Linked DNA regions of Gossypium hirsutum: region 2 is linked to region 1. Evidence: chromatin contacts called from public Hi-C data. All regions are on one chromosome and are shown on one strand. The core of a region is the stretch at or near the end of the contact, and the rest is flanking DNA. Distances in the headings are between cores, read along the strand shown. Region 1 has its middle 16 kb from the start of LOC107953265. Region 2 holds the start of LOC107953264 (transcription factor TGA9).

The links. A called contact is a pair of places that touch in the nucleus more often than the background predicts.
Region 2: a Hi-C map of leaf shows a contact between it and region 1, with 2.1 times the contacts expected there. The contact joins the promoter of LOC107953264 here to the enhancer-like site in region 1. A contact is called at or near these places in 7 of 34 Hi-C or Micro-C datasets (callus, fibers, hypocotyl and 1 more).

What each region holds. Positions count from the first base shown.
Region 1 is chrA07:20,654,241-20,659,138 of Gossypium_hirsutum_v2.1, reverse strand. No RefSeq gene overlaps it. Among protein-coding and RNA genes, the nearest start is that of LOC107953265, 16 kb to the right of the region's middle. Within about 2 kb of position 2,763, at least 9 of the 9 cell types and tissues checked have an H3K27ac peak or open chromatin away from gene starts, as enhancers often do. A contact at or near this core is called in fibers, hypocotyl and leaf, where this site is marked.
Region 2 is chrA07:20,707,674-20,712,698 of Gossypium_hirsutum_v2.1, reverse strand. LOC107953264 (transcription factor TGA9) reads left to right here and starts at 1,719. Exons shown (of 13, transcript XM_041117733.1): 1 at 1,719-1,868; 2 at 1,959-2,072; 3 at 2,148-2,218; 4 at 2,605-2,678; 5 at 2,848-3,096; 6 at 4,059-4,097; 7 at 4,216-4,275; 8 at 4,389-4,466; 9 at 4,573-4,621. The coding sequence starts at 2,011.

The DNA.
Region 1 (4,898 bases), core at 1,514-4,013:
AAAACAAAGCAAAAAATGTGGTTGGAAATTTGACTGAAAAATCACTAAAAAGAAAACAGATGAGAGAAAAAGAGTATGAGCGAAAGATTGTTATTTGCTTGTTGTGTAAAATGAGGAAAATGACCTGCTATTTATACTATTTTTTGAAGGAGCAAATCAGTAAAACACGCAGTGTCAGTTTCCTCAAAAGTGTAATGGGTCAAATTTTCCGCAACTAAAAATATTCTGAAAATAATTTTAAAAGGAAAAACATAAATTTTATCAAAAAAAAATATGCACAGTGCATTTCGTAAACACATGTTAACACGGACACAGACATGTGTGTTTGGCCTTTAACAATTAGTTAATGAAGATAAGAGGCAAGACTATATTTAAACTTTCTTAAAAGCCTTTTTTTTCAACTAACGTGGAATTACATACTTTGAATTACCAATATAGTCAAATTTTGGTTTTCGCAACGGAGAAGATTGTATCTGAGTTTCAAGCCAATCCAATTGTTGAAGTCGTAGATCGAAGAAGGAAAAATTTGAAATCATAACCTCCAATTCGAGCAATCTGAGTGACTCTTGATAAACCCAAGCCCATAAGCATATGTAGGACTTCAAGACGAGGTGATTGGGCAGATATCGTGAATGCGAGAGGGGATCTGGTTGTTGGAGTTAAAGAAAAAGGGAAAAGCTCCAGTTAAAGAAGGAATAATTGCAAAGTAAAATGAAGAAAATTTGAAATTTTAATTTAAATTTTAAATTTATTTTGTATATCAATGGAAATGGAAAAGAAGAAAAAAAATTAAATATTTATTATCATTTTTAATTTTTATTATTTTTATATAATTAAAATATTTTTATATTTTCTGAATTGTTAATAATTTTTAAAATTTTTAAAATTTAAATAATTATTAACATGACTTAAACTGTCATATAGAATTGTGAATTCTATGTAAAAAAAGTTAACAAACAAAAATTATTCAATTTTTATATAGTTTTTATATAATTGGAAGCCAAAAAAAATCGATATGAATTCAACAACTCTTCTTTCGAGTAGTAGAGTATCATTCAGGCTTATCCTTGCTAAAAGCCACACTTTTAGAGCATCGAATCAATACATCTAAAACACACTATATCCAATGCCGAAAAGAAGACACAAAAATCCCCAAGTATTTGAGAACTCCACTCTAATCCCACCAAGCAAAATCATCTATATCTAACAACACTAATCATTTAAAAAAAATTTTCTATTGAGATTGAGTGTATTTTTAATCATTACAATTTGGATATTTCAATATTAGATTATAGCACGTTCAATCTAATATTGAAAAAGAGATACAAAAATTCTTAATTTTTTGAGATCTTCACTCAAAATCGACCAAATAAAATCATCTAAATATCCGACAACACTAAATCAATTAACCTTTTTCCTATTGAGATTGAGTTCATATTTAGCCATTAAATTTTGGATCTCATGTGTTCTAAGTAGTAGCAAAAGATCCATGAAAATATTAGATTATAGCACACCAAAGATGTGGGTGAAAAATGTTGCTATAAAAATATATTTATTAAAAATTATATAATAATTAAATGAGAATTTAGTGTTAGATTTGTAAAATAAATCTGAAATAAAACTTAATAAATCAGGATCTATCATGTCAATTTATCAAGAATAAATCAAAAATAAAACTAGATGGGGAAACTTACCTGAATCCATGAATTCCTTGAAATTTTACCGGATCTTAAAGATTTGATCTTCCAAATTAGCACACAATAAATTCAGAGAATATCTGAGAATATTTGCTCTCTCTTTCCTAATGATTGGTGTAATGGCCAATTTTTAGCCCAGACAAATAAACAAAAAAATAAAATCCAAATAACCAAATAAAGTCCATTTTACAAAAACAAACAGCAGGCCCAAACCCAAAACCAAATGACCCATTACATCAAACCCTAGCCCATTATCTTAAACTTTTTTTTCAACAGACAAAACCTTAGTCCCCAAGGTGCAGCCGCCGCATACCCCTCTGCCCTTGACCAGCGCCGCACGCTACCCTTGTCCACCACGCGCGCCGCTTTGTCACACGCATCTGACATCTCTGACAACCACCTACAACACGCAAACGAAAGAAGCCAAGCAGAAGAAACAACATGCAAAAAGACAAAAAAAAATGAAAACTAACAGTTTATGAATTGGCTATAAGAGCCACGATTTTCATTTGTAATTTTTTTTTACGAACATTAAGCAATCAAAAAGCAAAAATAGAAGAAAAAAAAAGGTTGATTTCGATTTCCATTTTCGTGTTCTTTTCTTTTTTATTTTTTTATATATATTTTTTTATCTTTTATTTTTAAATCTCTTTTAAACAAAAATAATAAGAGAAGGAGAGGGCTTGCCCGGAATCCCTGTGATTGTGTCACCGGAGACTCTCTCCGTTGCTGAAATCAGACCCAAAAGGAGGAGAGGAGAGACTTTCTTCCTCTCAATCGACGGGCTAACGGCGCAAAGGCTAGGGTTCATAACCCTAACAGAGAGTTGAGAAACAAAGGGGGAGAGGGTGTTTTGTTTTTTCTTGAAAAATAAAAGAAGAAACGGCAGATTGAAAAAGAAGGAAGATTTTGGTTTTATTTCATCTTTGAAACGACGTCGTTTGGTGGGATGGGGGTTTGCACATTCTCCCTAAAGGGAAAATTTGTGCGATTAGTCCTTTTCATTCGCAACTCCATTCAATCGGGCTCCATTTCCTGTTTTCTTTTTGTTTTTTTTTTAATTTTAACCCTTAGATTTCGTTTGGTTTTCGATTTGGTCCATTGTGCTGTCAGGGTAAACGCACGCAGAGCATTTAGGGGATTTTTTTCATCTAGTCCCCGCTAGTTTCGGGGCGTTTCATTTAGATCCCTGATTAACTTTTCAGTATTTATAATTTTGTACCCCGAATTTTAACTTGTTTTTAACCATGTCCTAAATCTATTTAATCCATTTATTAACTTCTTTTTTTAAAAAAAAACATTTCATTTATATGTTATTTCAAATATTTTATATGTTATTTACTTTACATCTATTCTTACTTATTTTAATGTACTGTTTGTTTAAATTATTATTATTTATTTTAACTTGCTTTTTGCATATATATTTTATCCTGATCTATTTTATATGTATTATTTATTTTATATTCCTTACCTATTATTATATATATGTATACATATAGTTTACTTCAAGCCTTTTTATATATTTATAATTCTTTTAAAAATCGTTTTGTTATATATTTATTTTAAATTATTTTGTATTGTTTATTTTTAAGTTATTGTACATTATATATTTCAAACAACCTTTTTTATTACCTTTGAACTATTATAATTATAAAATATATTTATTTGTCCCTTTTTTTAATTTTTTTACATATTATATATTTTTTTAACTTGTTATATAACATTTTAAATTAACTTATATATTACTTATTTTAAAATTATTTTATATACCTTATTTTAAACCCATTTTACTTATTTCAAATAATTTTATTATTTATTTTAGGTTTTTTTACATATTATTTACACCTTTTATATATACATATTAATTATTTTAAAATTATTCATTTTTTTTAAATTCTACTTTGTGTGGTTATGGATTTTAAAATACCTTTTTACATCACTTATTTTGAACTCATTTATTATCATTCTAAAATTTGTTCACATTTTATTTATTTTAATTTGTTTTATACCTTTTTATCATTTAATTCATTGGTCCTTATTTATCGATGTTATCATTTAAATGTTGTATGATTATTGCCATTGCATGTACTATGATTCGTTATTTCTTTTTTCATATTATTGTCATTCACTTGTGTAATATTTTATTCATGTATTATTATTCCATGCCCATTATTGCATTTTTATTTCATGTCATCGCATTGTGAATTAATATTTATCCAACTTGGATCGCTTGATTTTGTTCCAAACAAAATAACGGATGTCGTTTAAATATCGTGTTCACTATTATTCAAAAAAGAAATATTTTAAACAAGGCAATGTTTCGCGTTTTGGAACATCGAGGAATTGTGCCCTAACTTACGGGGTTTCGATTTTCTCGTTGATTCTAAATAGCCAAATATCCTTTCGAGTTTTAAAAAAAACACGGAATTCCAATTAAAATTAAAGACAAACTTGCGCTCGGGAGTTCATGGTATCGTGTCCTAACTTACGGGATGTGATACTTCGATATCTCAAGACGAGGAAATCTTTAGCAATTGTTTTGATCTAATTCAAGCCCCTTTAAAATATACATTAATAAAAAGGATCATATTTTAAATTCGTTCCCAATTTCCAACTTTCGACATTGAGACACTAACTAATCAATTCGGTACCAATTTTGGGCGTGACGAGGGTGCTAATCCTTCCTCGCACGTAACCGACTCCCGAACCCCTTCTCTCAAGTTTCGTAGGCCAAAAACACTGTTTTAGTAAACTAAAATGTTTTATTAAAACAAAAGTGATCCGATCACACCTAATAAAGATTGGTGGCGACTCCCGTTTTAATCTTCGCTTTCAAACAAAGTCGATTCCCGTTTTCAAAAAAATGGTTTCGACAGCTTGGCGACTCCACTGGGGACTTTGAGAGTCGAGCTGTAAATTGATTAATTTTTGTCTTTTGTCGAAAATTGAAAATCAGTTTTAAATTTACGATTACTGCATTGCATGTTGTCTGTTATTTTCGTGGTTCTCTTCATAATATGCTTGCTTCAAGTGGTTTAATTCTTTGATGTATTGTTGCATATCGCATCGCATGAATTGGTCGATTTTACCCTTTAAGTGGGAGTGAGAAACTATTCCTTCGTGAGGTCTTCACCTCCGTATAGGATAGCGGATCGCTTCCGGGATACATCCGTACCTACGTCTTCATGAGATTTTCATCTC
Region 2 (5,025 bases), core at 470-2,969, 55 kb before region 1:
GCCCATTTCGATAAATTTAAAAAAAAAAAGGCTTTTATTGAGAATTTGCCCAAAATTTGCAAATATAGAAGGATTTAATTTATTTTTATGTCAATAAATAGCCACATCAAACTTCTATTAGTGACTTAATGATAGTGACTGAAAAGTAAATTTTTTAGAAGTTAATAAAAAAATAAAAAAATTTATAATTAGATGGTCAAAATAAAAACATCATCATAGTTAGAGAATTATTTGTGTAGTTTTTTATTGAAACAAAACAAAGAACTTAATTTGCTTTAATTTTCTGTTCTTTCCCTTGTTTTAGTTAAGTTAAATTAAATAATAAAATAAAAAAAAAGGAAAGTTCAAAGAAATGTTTTAGTTAATTTACAACATTTTCCAATCACCAAATCCAAACTCTTAAATTTTTTTAGACCAATCATTGGTATGATGAAGGGAATAATCGGTAGAAAGCGTATTTAGCAATAAAAGTAGCAGATGAGCATAAACATAAAATATAATATCATGTCCTTTATTCAATAATGCTTGTCATCCCAAAACCCCTTTATAACATTGTTTTTTAATTTACACACACACAAAAAGTGGTTCAAATTTGTAGCTTTATTTTAACTTTCTATTTCTATTTCTTTTCTTTGTGGGTTAGACAGTGTGCAACTTGAAGGGTTGGTTTTTAATGTTGGGACAAGCTTTGATATGTATGGTCCGAAGGCAGAAGGACAAAAGTTTGGGACACTGACAACAATGAAACCTCACCTAATCTGGGAAAATTGAGCCCTTAATCATGAAGAATTAAGGACAGTGTACCCTAAGTCCCCTTCCCCTAAAGAAACAAAATTTTAAGGAATCTGAAATGTGGCATGGGCTTTTAGGTGATGACAGGGAATGGATGTTGACCTATCAACTATGGAGATAACACCAAACATATCCATCTCATGTTTAAAGATTAAATATATGCAAATGGGTTTTTCTTGTTGATGACTTTGGTTGGAATGGGGCACACACCACTCTCTTATTAATTGCCAAAAGTGAGCTCAGATCACCCCCCCCAATCCCCATTTGGAGATTTTGAATACTGTAAAAGAAACCAATATCACCCTCTTTTCTTTTATAACTTTTTGATACTCTTTTTTATTACCAAAGGAAAAAGAAAAGCTTGTGTCATCTAATCAATCTTATCCAAATTGGTTTTAGAGCTTGGTATAAGTGTTTCAAAGATATTGTTTAATGGATTTATATATAACAAAAAGTTGCACCTTTATATTAAAAAAAATGTGTAGTGCAATGATAAAACTATAAGTAGGATATAATGCAAGGAAACCCTTATTTTATTTGTCTGGATAGTACTTTGCAGCCCTGAAGGGGTCCATAAAAAGGGCCAATGAGAAAGAGCATGCTGTTCGGTTACAATGAGAGAGTGGAGTAGGAGTCAGTGATTCACTCCAGTAGAGAGACCCCGCATTCTTTTTTTTTTTTTGTTAATAAAACTCAAAGCCCCACAAACAAATAGACATAAATAGAAGGGAGTCTGGCCCTGAGGGGCAAGATTTTGTGTACCGTAAGAAGAGTTTTTAAAGTCTGATAGAAAAATATGTATATAATTACACTGTAGAAGAGGTGTGTTGTAATCAATCAGGTTGGTTTCTTCATATTGAAGTAGAGACAGAAAGTAGAAGAAAACGACACCCATGGAGGATCAAAAGTTGCAAAGAGAGAAGATATATATATATTTATCTGAGAAAAAGACTGGGCCCCTTCAATTTGTTTCTATTTAGATCCCACTTTTGACAAGCAAAGCTTTCATCTGGTTATCTTTTTCTACTCTTTTTTTATTATTTCTTCCTTTGGGTCTCTCATAAGCCACACCCAAGGTAGTCTGCAGCAAAGCTTTCATCTGGTTATCTTTTTCTACTCTTTTTTTATTATTTCTTCCTTTGGGTCTCTCATAAGCCACACCCAAGGTAGTCTGCAACATGTTCGTCGTCTAAACTGTAAAGAATCACCAAGTATTGCATGGCGAACCATCATATTCCTTATGCACTTCTTCATGGAATGAATGTTCCCACAAGTTTCATGTATGTAATTTCCAATACTATCTTCTTTTCTTTCTAAAATTGGTCCCTTTTTAAATTTGTTTCTATCTATGTCAGTAATCAAGAAGGATCTGCCTTTGATTTTGGAGAGCTAGAAGAAGCCATTGCTCTGCAAGGAGCTAAAGCAAGTAAAGCTCCTTATCTTCATTTTTTTTCATTTATTTATTTTTTCTGACGTTTGCTAAAGCTTAAAAGCTTTTTAGTTTAACCACCAACTCTCCTACACCTCAAAAGATAAGAGGTTTGAACATGTCTATAGGGGAAAAAGTAGGGGGGGTTACCATTTGCAGTACAGTAATGATAGTGAGGCTAGCACACTTGAATGGCGTGAGGCTACAAACATAGAAATCTGACCTCCCTACCATGATTTACTGACTCCATAACTGTATAAAAGAGAAAGCAGGCTGAGTTTATTAGGTTGCTATTGCTTCTAGCTTTCAACTTCAACCTCTTTGGCTTTGATATATATATTTTGGGAGATCCTATGAGATTTTGCTTTTGGGATTCTCTGCAGATTTATTAACAGGCAGAACTGCAGCTACTTTGGAGATGTTCCCTTCTTGGCCTATGAGATATCAGCAAACCCCCGTACTAGTTTCTTAACCCTTCTTTTTCACCATTGTATGTTTGACCATGTTTATAAAATAAAAGTGTTTGACAGTGGACCAGTTCTATGGGTTTAGACTACTTCTTTATATATTGCTGTTTAAATGGTTTGTTTTTGAGGTAATTGTGGATCTTTTTTTTCTCAATCCAGGGAAGTTCAAAATCAGGAGGGGAAAGTACAGATTCAGGCTCAGCTTTGAACACTATCTCAAGCAAAACTGAGAACCAGTTTGAACCAGACTCCCCCATCAGTAAAAAGGCATCATCTTCATATCATCAGGCTCTTGACCAGCAGAATCTACAGCAACAACAACAACAACAAGAGATGGCAAGTGATCCTTCAAGAACAGGAACATCACTGAATCAATCAGCTCCCATTGTCAAACTTCTCCAAGAAAAGGTCCTTAAAAGAACTACAGTTAAACATGCTTAAATTATTAATTAATCTCCCACAGTTTTTACTTTTTTTTTCTCTCTTCTTTTCAATCCCAACAACTCAGGATATTGAAAAGTTGGTATCATTTTTTGTCATTATTACTATTCTGATCCTTACTCTCTCCACCCCTACCCGTTTTTTTTTTTCTCTCTATGATCATTTCTTCATGCATATACAAGGGCACAGATCCGAAAAACCCACAGAAAATCAAAGGGTACAGAGTTTTTCTGATTTCTGAACGATTTTCTGGTATCTGACATGAAAAGAGAGAAAAAGCTGTACACTTTGAGAAGCTAAGAGAGAATCTGCACGATATATATATGTATATATTAGTCTCTTTCTTGATTGGTCACTATAAAACCGCATCCCCCCACACTTAAGTCAATACCTATAACTCACAGATGAACTTGTTTTTATCCTCTTTAAAATCAAACCCCCCCCCCCCAAAAAAATTCTTTAACCCTAAACATAAAGAAATGGCAGATTCTGATTATTTTTGCTACTCTTATCATGTTCATGGTTACTTGTTAGAAGAACAAGAGTCACATCACATCACCAATCTGTTTCTCTTAGAAATTTTGTGAGATCTCTTTAATCATTATATTTTTTTCTGTCAAAAAATCTACGGTAGTTTTTCTTTGATTTTTAAATTTATTGTTTTGATGATATTTTTTGTATTTCTGGTTTGGCTGTCTAAACTTGATAATTTATGTATTTATAACGCTGACTCTCTAATTTTCCAGCTTACCAAACAGCCAAATGCTCTCATTTTCCTGAGCAACTTCTTGTCTGTGCTTGATAAGAATCTTCTAAATCAGCAACCACTATTTAGTGTTTTTTTTTCTTCTTTAATCAAATATGAAATGGGTGTTATTTCATCTCATTAAACATATGTTAATACATGCACTTCGTTTATAATGTTGCAGAAAAGGGCTTCAACTTCTGAGAAACAGCTTGATGCCAAGGTTAAAATTTTAATACTAAAAAAACCCAACTCTTTGTTGCTAGATTCCTTCTGAATCAAAAAAGAAACTTCTTTTTAGTTGAATCTGTTTTAAATTGTTGCTTTTTTTTTTTCTCCAGACATTGAGGCGTTTAGCTCAAAACAGAGAAGCTGCAAAGAAAAGCCGTCTTAGAAAGAAGGTAACATAAAAAGGACATATATACACTGAAAAAAAAACATACATTTGCATGTAGTTTCTTACTTAGGTGTCCATAACATGTAAACTGATGCATATATATATATGCTTAAACAGGCATATGTTCAACAACTAGAGTCGAGTAGAATGAAACTAACTCAACTTGAACAAGAACTTCAGAGAGCACGATCTCAGGTTTTTCTTTTTTCTATATTATATTGATTTTGATTTATATATATTTACGGTAAGTGTTTAGTGTTTCTTAATTAAAGTGCTTAGAGTTTTTGATTTTGTGAAATAGGGGCTTTTATTGGGGAGTAGCGGTGGTGTTGTTGGAAATATTAGCTCTGGTAAGTTCCTAATAAAAAAAATTAATGTTGCACTATTAATTTACTAAAAAGGGCTCTTAGTGTGTGAATATTTGCTGAATTGAGAGACTTGAAGAAAGTTTTAAACTGATGGGTAGTTTTGGAAGCACAGTGGCGAAATGTCGAGCATGCATTTTTAGTCCGGACTTTGACATAAAGTTGATTACTTTATTAAGGGGTAATAACTTATTTGATACTTTAATTTTACATAAAAAAGTTATTTTAATTTTTTATTTAATTTAATTTTTTTTAAAACTTGTTAAATCATTTAAAATGAATGAAAAGTAATCAGTTGTTAATTTTGTGGCATGTACGTGAATATTACATCAAACATTAATTAATATTTTAAAATTTATTAAAAAAGTATAAAAATATTTAAATTTTAA